Regions from separate parts of the Mus musculus genome. Here all the other regions are linked to region 1. A link is a contact called in public Hi-C data. All regions are on one chromosome and are shown on one strand. The core of a region is the stretch at or near the end of the contact, and the rest is flanking DNA. Distances in the headings are between cores, read along the strand shown.

What was found. A called contact is a pair of places that touch in the nucleus more often than the background predicts.
Region 2: a Hi-C map of CD8 T cells shows a contact between it and region 1, with 4 times the contacts expected there. The contact joins the promoter of Rpf1 here to the promoter of Zzz3 in region 1.
Region 3: a contact with region 1 is called in a Hi-C map of pre-B cells, with 7 times the contacts expected there. The contact joins the promoter of Lrrc40 here to the promoter of Zzz3 in region 1. A contact is called at or near these places in 2 of 484 Hi-C or Micro-C datasets (CD8 T cells and pre-B cells).
Region 4: a Hi-C map of CD8 T cells shows a contact between it and region 1, with 4 times the contacts expected there. The contact joins the promoter of Ankrd13c here to the promoter of Zzz3 in region 1. A contact is called at or near these places in 1 of 39 promoter capture datasets (pre-B cells) and 1 of 484 Hi-C or Micro-C datasets (CD8 T cells).

The regions. Positions count from the first base shown.
Region 1 is chr3:152,394,711-152,397,295 of GRCm38.p6, reverse strand. Zzz3 (zinc finger, ZZ domain containing 3) reads right to left here and starts at 1,293. Exons shown (of 14, transcript NM_001080755.2): 1 at 1,158-1,293.
Region 2 is chr3:146,520,141-146,522,725 of GRCm38.p6, reverse strand. Rpf1 (ribosome production factor 1 homolog) reads left to right here and starts at 1,303. Exons shown (of 9, transcript NM_027371.3): 1 at 1,303-1,557. The coding sequence starts at 1,330.
Region 3 is chr3:158,035,398-158,037,982 of GRCm38.p6, reverse strand. It overlaps Lrrc40 (leucine rich repeat containing 40), which reads right to left and starts at 1,301. Exons shown (of 15, transcript NM_024194.6): 1 at 1,107-1,301. The coding sequence starts at 1,257. It overlaps Srsf11 (serine and arginine-rich splicing factor 11), which reads left to right and starts at 1,377. Exons shown (of 13, transcript NM_001379531.1): 1 at 1,377-1,467. The coding sequence starts at 1,378.
Region 4 is chr3:157,945,718-157,948,302 of GRCm38.p6, reverse strand. It overlaps Ankrd13c (ankyrin repeat domain 13c), which reads right to left and starts at 1,303. Exons shown (of 13, transcript NM_001013806.2): 1 at 347-1,303. The coding sequence starts at 776.

The sequences.
Region 1 (2,585 bases), core at 44-2,543:
AACAAAACCGGCACCCCAGAATACCAAAAATGGTAGCCCCAATCCCTACCGACGTGAGTTTATCAGCATGTACAGAACAAGGATTGTATTCTGACCTCGGGTACTGTCAGGGGTGAGGGGGCCTCCCAAACACTGCCAAAAGTTACTGTCAGCAGCCAGGGTGACGAGGAGAACTTCCCAATAGACAAGTGGGTGGCTAAATGACGCCCGGACACGAGAGATGCTATGCGTTCTGTTGGGAGACTGGGGGAAGATTCTGCAGCCACAGGCGACAGGAAAGTGGAGCTGTCTGCAGAGAGGGTAACTGGGCAGAGGGGGCGGCGGCGGGCGGGGCGGGCTGGCAGCGGCCTCCGGGCCGGCGAGCGAGCGCCGGGCAGCGGCCGGCGGGGAGGTCTCCGCAGGTGGCGGGCGCCCGGGGGCGGGAGGAGCGCGGCGCGCGACAGCCGCTCTGCACCGCCGCAGGCGACGGCGAGGCGCGCGCACGAAGGCTCCCGGCGCCCGGGCGCGCGCCCCGGCCCCTCCCCGACAACTTGCCTGCAGGAAAAGAGTTACTGGTCCCAGGGCCCCGAGAACCCGGGGCTCCGCCATCCAGCGCAACCGCTCTGCCAACCAGGTCCCGCGAGAGTCCGGAGATCTCGCGATACCGACCCGCTGGCATCTCGCGGGCGGGCGTGCGCTGGAGCCAACATGGCGGCGTGGGGGAAGCTAATCACTACTTCGGGACTTTGAACGTGTGGTTCGTCCTCGCACTGGGAGGCCGCGGGCAAACGGGAGGAGAGGCAAGCCTTCCCCGCCCTGGATTCCTCCTCTGAGTCGTCTGAGGGGAGAAGGAAAGGCGGGACGCCAAACTCAGCCCTCTGCCGCCCTCCGGACGCCACGGAGGACCGCGCTAGCCCTCAGCCGGCCTGGCCTCCGGTCACGTGGCCGTCACGTGAGCCCCGCGCGCGCGCCCGGCGCCTCCGCAGGCCTCCCCGCCCCCTCAGCCGCGAACGCGCGCGCCCGGCCCACGTGGGGGCGCCGCCGCCGCCGCCGCCTCGGCCACCCCCTCCCGGCGCTCGCTCGCTCTGAAGGGCTCCGGCCCCGCGCGCGCCTTTCCCTCCGCGCTCCGCTCCCGCCCCTGCGCCGGCCCCGCCACGCGCCCCGGGGATCCCGCTTACCTCTCGCGTGGGGCGGGCCGCTCCGGGAGGCGCCGCCCGCGTGGCCGCCGTCGGCCGCCGCACTGGCTCCAGCGCCCTCCGCCGCAGGAAGCGCCACAGCGGCGCCGCGGCGCTTCCAGGTGGGTCCCCGCCTCCCGCTCCTCCACTTCCCGCAGCAGCGGCGGCTCCTTCCGGTCCCCTCCTTCCTCGGCTCTGAGACGCTGGGAGCCGGGCGCTCGGCGCGCCACCTACTGGTGGCCGCGGCCGCTGCAGCGATCCCGACCCGGCCGGCCGGCGGGCGGGAGGATTCACCGGCCCAGCCCGCTGCGTGCTGTGATCCGCTCTACCTTCCCGGAGAGGCTCCCCGCCCGCGTCCCGACCTTGCCTGGCCCCGCGGCGCTTTCCGCACGACGCCCCGGACTGCCGCGCCAGCCGCCGCCCGCTCAGTACGCAGGCGCCCACCTCTCCAGCCTTTGCTCACCTCCCTCCCTAGGGCAGGACTCTTCCCCAGCTCCACCGCGACTCGTCGGCAGTCCCACCAGAGTACACCTTCTCCACCGCTTTTATTTTCCGTACCTTTAAACAGCACTACCCGCCAAGAATGAAGTCTCTTTAAAGGCAGGGCGTCTTTTCTCTTAGCTTTTGCCCACAGTTGTGTCCAGCACCAAGTATGGCTCAACCCATAGTGAAAACTGGTTATTTATGTAGCTCAGCGTGTGCTTACCGGAACTACGTGAAGCTCTGAGTTCAATCCATAACACCGCCCTTTCAAATATACAGTATTAGCAGTGCAGCAAAGTAATGCCCGCCTTCAGTTACAGGGATAAGTATTTCCTCTGGGTTGATAGCACCATAGGCCACCACTTCTGAGCTGTGGGGACGCTCATGCAACCCTTTGGCTATTAGATTGTGTTCCAAAAAATACCAAGTCCACTGGTAGAATCCATTAACTGGGGCTCTTCGCAACTGTGCAGTATGGCTTCAGTGCCTTTCTTTGTTTTCCTTAGCTGGAGCAGTTTTGTTTTTCCAAGGAAGTGGGTAAGTGTGGTTTCTTTTCAATTGCTCGTAAGTTATTAGATCATAGAAGTGGACTTGTATTTGGTTGTCTCCAATTCAACTCAGAGTAATATCTGCTCCAAAATAAAGAATACCAATTATAGTTATACTGACTATCACACCTGCCATCTTGTGTCTTAGAGACACTGCTCTCCATTGCCTTAATTTTCCTAGTAGTGGGGTCTATAAGGCCTCACCACAGCACACCCTCCCATGGTTTTTATTGAACTGTGTTGGACTTGCAATAGGCAGAGATATAAAAATAACACGATTTCCCAGCCAGGCAATATGCTACCTGCATAGGCTAGCTACTATTGGGATGGTCAGAATTTATCTGCTGCTGGGAGCATTGTCTAGCCACACACACACACACACACACACACACACACGCAC
Region 2 (2,585 bases), core at 54-2,553, 5.9 Mb after region 1:
CTCATATTTGGCTCCAGAATAAACTGTCTCATTTTTCTCTAAGGTGAGAGCTGTGCGAATACTACCTTTGTTCAATTCATTAACATTTCTCACTCCACCCATCTTCCCTTAGTTTCTTCTTAAATAATAATAAATAACTTTTAAGAATTATTTAATGTAGCCGGGCGTGGTGGCGCACGCCTTTAATCCCAGCACTCGGGAGGCAGAGGCAGGCGGATTTCTGAGTCCGAGGCCAGCCTGGTCTACAAAGTGAGTGCCAGGACAGCCAGAGCTACACAGAGAAACCCTGTCTTGAAAAACCAAAAAAAAAAAAAAAAAAAAAAAAAAAAGAATTATTTAATGTATATGAATACATTGTAGCTGTCTTCAGATACACCAGAAGAAAGCATCAGATCCCATTACAGATGGTTGTGAGCCACCATGTGGATGCTGGGAATTAAGCTCAGGATCTCTGGAAGATCAGTCAGTACTCTTAATCACTGAGCCATCTTCCCAGTCCCCTTAAATAATTATTATGAGTATTGTTTTTTATGTGTAAATCAAGGAGACTGTAAATTCAGCTTTATGACAACCACTCACTTAGCATCTACAAAGCCTGAGTCAGGGCCGTAGCGCCTTAAAAATAAAGCAAAATGCCTGATCATTTTCTCCCTCAAAATCCACCAAGAGGACTACATCTTACACAAAACACAGCGTCTTTACAAAACCCTCACAGAATCTATTCAACTTCAAGCCTCTTCTTCTCTCCTAAATTTTCGTCTGACTTCTGGTGTCTGTGGTGTTTGAGTGGTAGACTAGTTTGCTGCTGCTAAGGGGCCTCGCAGCTGGCCGTTTCCATTGTCTGGTAGGCGTTATCAGTTTATCTCAGATGAAAGGATTTTCCTGCATTGCTGCATAAGCATTAAGTCTGAGACCAGTGAGAACGTTGGAAGTGTGATGCTTCTTTGCTCTCTTTTTAATCTTGTTCTGTTTAGAAATTGTTCTATTAGAAATAATGTACAGTCGGGAACGAACTCTGAATTTTGACACTTTCTTTCTTTCTTGGGGGGAGGGGAGTTCGAGACAGGGTTTCTCTGTGTAGCCCTGGCTGTCCTGGATCTCAGGCTGTAGACCAGGCTGGCCTCGAACTCAGAAATCCGCCCGTCTCTGCCTCCCTAGTGCTGGGATTAAAGGCGTGCGCCACCACCAGCGTCCAGCCTTGGCACTTTCTTACATAGCTAATCCATAAAGCAAAGCGCTAGTTCCGGAACTTGGCGGCCCCGGAAGTAAAACCGTATGACCCGGGTCAAAGACAGAGAGCACTTCCGTTTCCGTACAGCCGTAAACAACATGGCGAAGGCCGGCGAGAAAAGTGTTGGTGGCGGCAAGCGAGGCTTGAAGAGGAAAGCTGCCGCTGAAGAGCCTCAAGAGGCTGCGGCCGCGAGCGATGGGACGGCGGAGAGCGGGGTGCAGCCCGCGAAAGCGGCCGCCTTCCCCCCGGGCTTCAGTATCTCGGAGATTAAGAACAAGCAGCGGCGACACTTGATGTTCACGCGGTGGAAACAGCAGCAGCGGAAGGTACGCGCGCGGGGTTGGCGGGGCACGAGCGCAGGGGCGGGGCCGGGAGCGCGCGGGGCTGGGGGGGGGGCGACGTGCGCGCGCGGGGTTGAAGGGGCGGGGCCGGGGGCGCGCGGGGTTGAAGGGGCGGGGCCGGAGGCGCGCCCCCAGCCCCTCGCTTGGCTACGGGGTCCCCAGCGTCAGCCTTTTGCCGGATGAGCTTGGCGTAGGGGAATCCGGCCCTTGCCTGCTCCGTGGGTTGCACTCTCTGGGAAGCCGAGGGATTTGGAACCGACGATCCAGCCTCTGGCCGGAGATGGCAGAGGGTCCGCCCCCTGCCTTTGCGCATCCCGCCTGCCTAGCGTTGGTGGTAAACTCCAGGTCCTAAACGTGGCCCCAGACTCTTTCAAGGAACCATTGGTGAAGTTTCAGCACTGTGAAGTGTCTGTCATAGCTGTGTTTGCTCTCTTCCGCCTTGTGCTCGCACTGAAAACTAGACAGACTTGTAAGTAAGCCTTGCCCAGGATCATGAGGCTCATTTGTGTCTAAATTACAATTTTAAAAATTCCCTATTACAGCATACACAGCAACTAACACATGATTTTATATTTGTGTTCTCTTACTGGAGGACCTTGGCTGGATCTTTTCGTAAGTGCTAGGTCGCTACTGGAGTTCTTTTTATTTATTTATTTATTTTTTAAAGATTTATTTATATGAGTGCACTGTAGCTGTCTTCAGACACACCAGAAGAGGGCATCAGATCCCATTACAGATGTTTGTGAGCCACCATGTGGTTGCTGGGAATGAACTGAGGACTTGTGGAAGAACAGTCAGTTGTGGAGGTTTTTTGGTTTTTGTTTTTTTGTTTTTTTCAAGACAGGGTTTCTCTGTGTAGCCCTGGCTGTCCTGGAACTCACTTTGTAGACCAGACCTCGAACTCAGAAATCTGCCTGCCTTTGCCTCCCAAGTGCTGGGATTAAAGGCGTGCGTCACCACCGCCGGGCTTGATTTGCAATTTTGAGGGAGGAATGTCCTAAAAGCCTTTTTTT
Region 3 (2,585 bases), core at 52-2,551, 5.6 Mb before region 1:
GTCCATTATGCTCTGCCCATAACATTCAGCTTTTTTCCTAGACCTACATTCCAGAGCCTTCCACATTCTAGCCATATAAAATAGTTCAAATATCCTAGGAACCATGTAGTCAGATTTATCCACTTTCTGGGTACCAATTTCTATTCTACTCTTCTTTCCAGACGCTGTGGTAAAATACCATAACAAAGAACCTTAGAGAAAAAGTTTATTTTAGCTCATAATTTCATTTGCAGGCCATCAGTCAAGATGGCAGGAACTTGGAACAGCTACTCACAACACAACTACAATCAAGAGCAGAGGGAGAAATGAATTAAGGCACGCACACTTTTTTATACGACTCAACCTTTGGATTCAAGACCCAACTTAGGGAATGGCACAACCCACAGTGGGCTAGATCTTCCTACATCAATTATCAATCAAGACAGGTCTTCATAGACGTTCTTCATAGAGAACATGATCTAAATAATCCCTCATTGATTGTGTCAACTTGACACAAGTAATCATCACATTCAGTAAGCATACACATAATGTCTTTACTTAGTCAACCTTACAGATACATAAGTACATTATTAGAAGTGGAAGATTTTAATCAATGCAAGTAGAAAAAAATATTACAGAAAGAATGCTTCACTTCTCAATCCTCTCTTTGTCTCTGTCCTCTCCTACCAAACACATACACTACAAAGGTATTTATTTATACTTAGTAATATGTAGATTTGTGCTTGTTGATCATTCATAGGTTTCTCAGGATGTTCTCAAATTCATATACTCCGCAGCATTTACTCTGAATTAGTACTTAGGATAAGGAGTATGTTTGTCATTGGGATTTTCCTCAAGTGGAAGAAAAAAAAAGGCTAGGCTTGAAAGAAAATTATTCTAAGCTCACAGAGGGGAGCTGGTAAAACGAAAATAAGAGGAAGGCGAATCAAATACCTGCCTATCCTCTATCTCACAGCGAATTTACTCCCAAACTACGATGTTTATCCCGTATTCTGTGGACATCTCAGTGAACACTTCGAGTAAGTCAAGGCCAGTCTTAGCAGGGCCACGGAGCAGGCGCGGGTGGGTGCACAGGGGACCAAGAGGATGTTCGCGCGCTGCCTCACCTTCCCCGAGGTTCCTTCCCGCCAAGTTGAGTTGGCCGCTGCTTCTCGCTGCCTTCAGCAGGCCCTGGGGAACAGAGGGGCCTCTGTCCTTGCCCTCCGCGTGGAATCCCGCACGAGGGTCAAACCTAGGGGCTCTCAGCTGGCGCGACATATTCAAAAGCTCACACCGGAAGCCCCGACCACGGCTGTGACGTTTCAAGGTGCCATGGCTGGATAACCCCGCCCCTTCCGCCTCACAGTAATCCGGGCCTTGCCCTAGCTGCGCGCGCTGATGTCGTCACCGCCAGCTCCCGGGACCGCAGGACCGACGAGCCCTTCCGTTGCCCTCACCAACCTCGCCCTCAGGAGAAACTTCTTTCGGGTAAGTGCGTCTAACGGGCTGAGAGGTCCTCGTGGGGGGAACATGGGCTCCCTAGACAGCGCGGTCGGGCATGGCTGCGCTACCCAACGTCGCATCAGAACGTGGCGGCGTCGAAACCTGAGGCGCGGCCTGTGGCCCTGGGCGCCAGGCCTGGGGATCGCTGAGTTCAGTGCGGTGATCGAATTGATCCCGGAGAACAGGATGGCGAGTGACACGAAGCTTGGCCCTTAAGCTTAAGTACCCACCTGACAGCTAAAAGCTGTGGTGAAGGGCTCGGACTTCGAATCCTGCTCGCTTACAGACTAACTTATGCAGTTGGTCCCACGCTTACGAAGCTCATTTTTCACTGATTTACCGATAATCCAGTCTTAAGAAGTTTTAAAAATAACTTCGGATAATGAAAATGTAAATACTGACCTGGCATGGTGGCGCACGTCTTTAATCACAGCACTAGATTAGGCAGAGTCAAATGGATCTCTTGAATTGGAGGTCAGCCAGGTCTACACAGCGAGTCCAGGACAGCCAGAGCAACAGAGAAACAGTCTCAAAAAAGAAAAAAGGAAAAAAAAAAGAAGAAGAAAGAAAGAAAGCAAAGAAAATTTAAATGCGTAGTTTTGTTGTAAATACAAAAAAGAAAATTTTATTTAATAAGTAGCGATTTCCTGCTTAGTTTTTCCTGGAGTTTACAAAGTATTGATATATTTTCCCAAACGAAGAAGTAGCCCTCAACTATCCAGGGCTGGGGATATAATTCCCTAACGTGGGCAGGGCCGTGAATCCTGTGTCCAGCGCAGACCAAATTCTTTGACTGAAATTGATTTTCTATTACATTCCTCTTTAAGTTTAGTGTTTCTTTTTGCACACGTGAATAGGGTTTCACGTGCCCTGGTGCCTCAGGAGGTTAGAGAACAACTTGAGGGAGTGGGTTTTTTTTTCCACCAACCTGCAGAGCCATCTCACCAGTATGAAATGGTTATGAGTCTGGGGGATGTTTAGAGATTCACTAGAATGCAGCGCCCAGCCACCTCAGTCGGGTTTATAAAGGCAAAGAATGCAAAATTACAATGTGTTTATGTTCAAGCAGAACAAATTTATTTACAGGAACATCAGTTAAAAAT
Region 4 (2,585 bases), core at 54-2,553, 5.6 Mb before region 1:
ACATCTATCTGCGCGTACCTGGGCGGTGAAGACCGGCAAGAAGGGAGGGAGGGAAAAAGGAAACGTTCCCTAAAACCCAGAAGACCTGCCTGGATGTGAGATAGCCCGACCTTTTGGCACTCGCAAAGACTGCCGCAGAGAAAATGCAACCTGTCCCGAAATGCTCAGGTGGAAAAGAAGAAAACATCCTTGCTGCACCCTGACCCCTGGCACGCTCGCTGCACCTGAAAAGACTCGAGGTTTTCCGCCAGAGGAAAACACGGTGCGGGAGAAGGGACCGGGAACCCGGAGGCCAACGGTCACCCCCACCCCACCTCCGAGGGGACGGAAATTAGGCAAAGCTCACCATGATTATCTTTCTGTCCGATATTGTGCGTGCGGATGAGCGAGGACAGTCTCCTCACGTCCCCCTTAAAGACGCACTCGTGGACCGGGTAGAGCGAGGGGCAGCCGCCTCCGTCAGCGACTAAAGCGGGGTTGCTGCCGCCCAGGCAGGCCGGGGCAGGGCAGGTGGCAGTCACTGCGTTGTGCTGCGGCGGGGCCGGAACGCCGGGGCCCGGAACGGCGGGCGCCTTCAGCTGCAGCCGGTGGTGGTGGCTGAAGATCTTATGGCAGGCCTTGCCGCCCTTGCCGCTGCCGCCCGGTCCGCTTCTGCCCCCGGTGAAGGCGCCGCCGAGCGCGGCTGTCGCCTCCTCCTCGCAGGGCTCCAGCACGTCCCCGTCCTCTTTGCTGGGCTTGTGGTCCCTCCGCAGGGAGCGGATCTTCTCCCCGGTCATAGCCGCCGCGGCGCGCGGGACAGGCTCCGGGAGGCTCACCGCGGGCCGAGCCGGCGCGGCGGCGGCGCCGGGCGATTAGAGCGGCGGCCGCGAGCCTAGCACGCAGCATGAACTCCCGGGGCGACCGCGGGTCCGCGACACGCGCATCTCCCGGAGGCGGCGGCCCTCGTCTCGGACGAGGAAAGCCGCAGCTCAAGAGACCACGACCGCACGACGCCCGGCGCCGCCGCCGCCGCCTCCTCCTCACTCGGAAAGACCCGGCGCAGCCATCTTTCCCCGGCTCCTCTCGCGAGAGCTTCGGAGGAAACGCCGCCGCGGAGTGTTAGAGGGCCGCTTCTGCGCTTGGGTCAGGGTCCGGGCAGCGCCCGCGCTCCTCTCGCACAGGGTTCCACCCTGGGCCGGGCCCTGCGGCTGAATTCAGACCCAGACTCAGAGCTCTGACCTGGTGCTCTGGGCCTTCGTAAAGGAGGAGGTCAACGGCAGTTACGAACTCTAGCTTAAAGGCTGAAACCCTGTTTGTCAACCTCCCTCAGAACGACGTAGGAAGACACCACCGGATATCGGACGTGACGTCACTCAGCTGCGCTGGACCTTCAGTAAACACTCGCTAAGACTCTGCTGGGTTCCCTAACCTGTGCAAGGACTTGCTCAGGCTGGCAAGGCTGTAGGCGAGGAGAGATGGCCAGTTATCCTGGAGGAATCTAGGGCCTGACTTTGGAATTCAAAGGCTGTTTATTACACCGGGAATGGAGGATTTTTCAAACAGCTGTTAGTTGAGTGTATTTGGGACAAACGTCAGAGTTAAAGTATGTGGAGGATGCTTACTTGAGGAAATGGAGTAATTGTTTTTAAATAAGTGGGCAGTAACCCGGGTGAGAGATGATGAAAGCATGCTCTGGGATACAGTGAATCCGGAAAAAGCTTAAGACTCCTTTAAAAATGAGTTCAAATTTAGCATATTGAAGTTGGAGGTCCTTGGTGTTTTTACACAGAGTGCTAGTTATACAGTTTGGAATTTTGGACATAAATTCTTTGGAAGTAGGAAACGGATCTTAGATCAGATTCAGGAATTGCACAGTAACCCAGCGAAATAAAATGGTGTAGAACAAAAGTGCCATAAGACGTATAGAATGAATAGTCGAGGTAGTGAGTGGGAATCAAAGCACTGTGTGTGTGTGTGTGTGTGTGTGTGTGTGTGTGTGTGATGAAATTGTGAACATTTAGAAAACTAAACTGAACATGGTGGCTCACATCAATAAGTTCCAGCACTCCAGAAACTGAGGAAGGGCAAAAGGATTGATCACATGGATTCAAGGCTAGCCTGAGCTACAGAGTGAATGCTGTCCCAAAATTAGTAGATGGACCAGTGACATGACATGCCACTGAGCATTCAATCCCTGGGACCCACATGGTAAAAGAAAAGAACCCATTCCAACAAATTGTCCTCTGGTGCATACCCACACACACACACAAAATTAGTCTTAAAAAAAAAAAAAAAAAACAGTAAATAGTAGGTAGGCAGCCAAAATCATGTACCTAATTACTGGCTGCTACCTCTTGATGGATGTTAAAACTCCTAAGTGTTCTTTCAGTGAAATCAAACACCATGAACATTTTTTTTTAAGACAACCTATTGTGGTGGTATATGCTTACAATCCCAGCACTCGGGAAGTAGATACAGGAAGGTTGCCTCAAGTGACTGTTCTCAAAAAACAAACATCTCATCCCTTTAAACTTTGAGGTTTAAGGCTTATAGTATGTAATGGGTAGGGACATCAAAATATGAGTACTATTAAAGATATTTAGTAC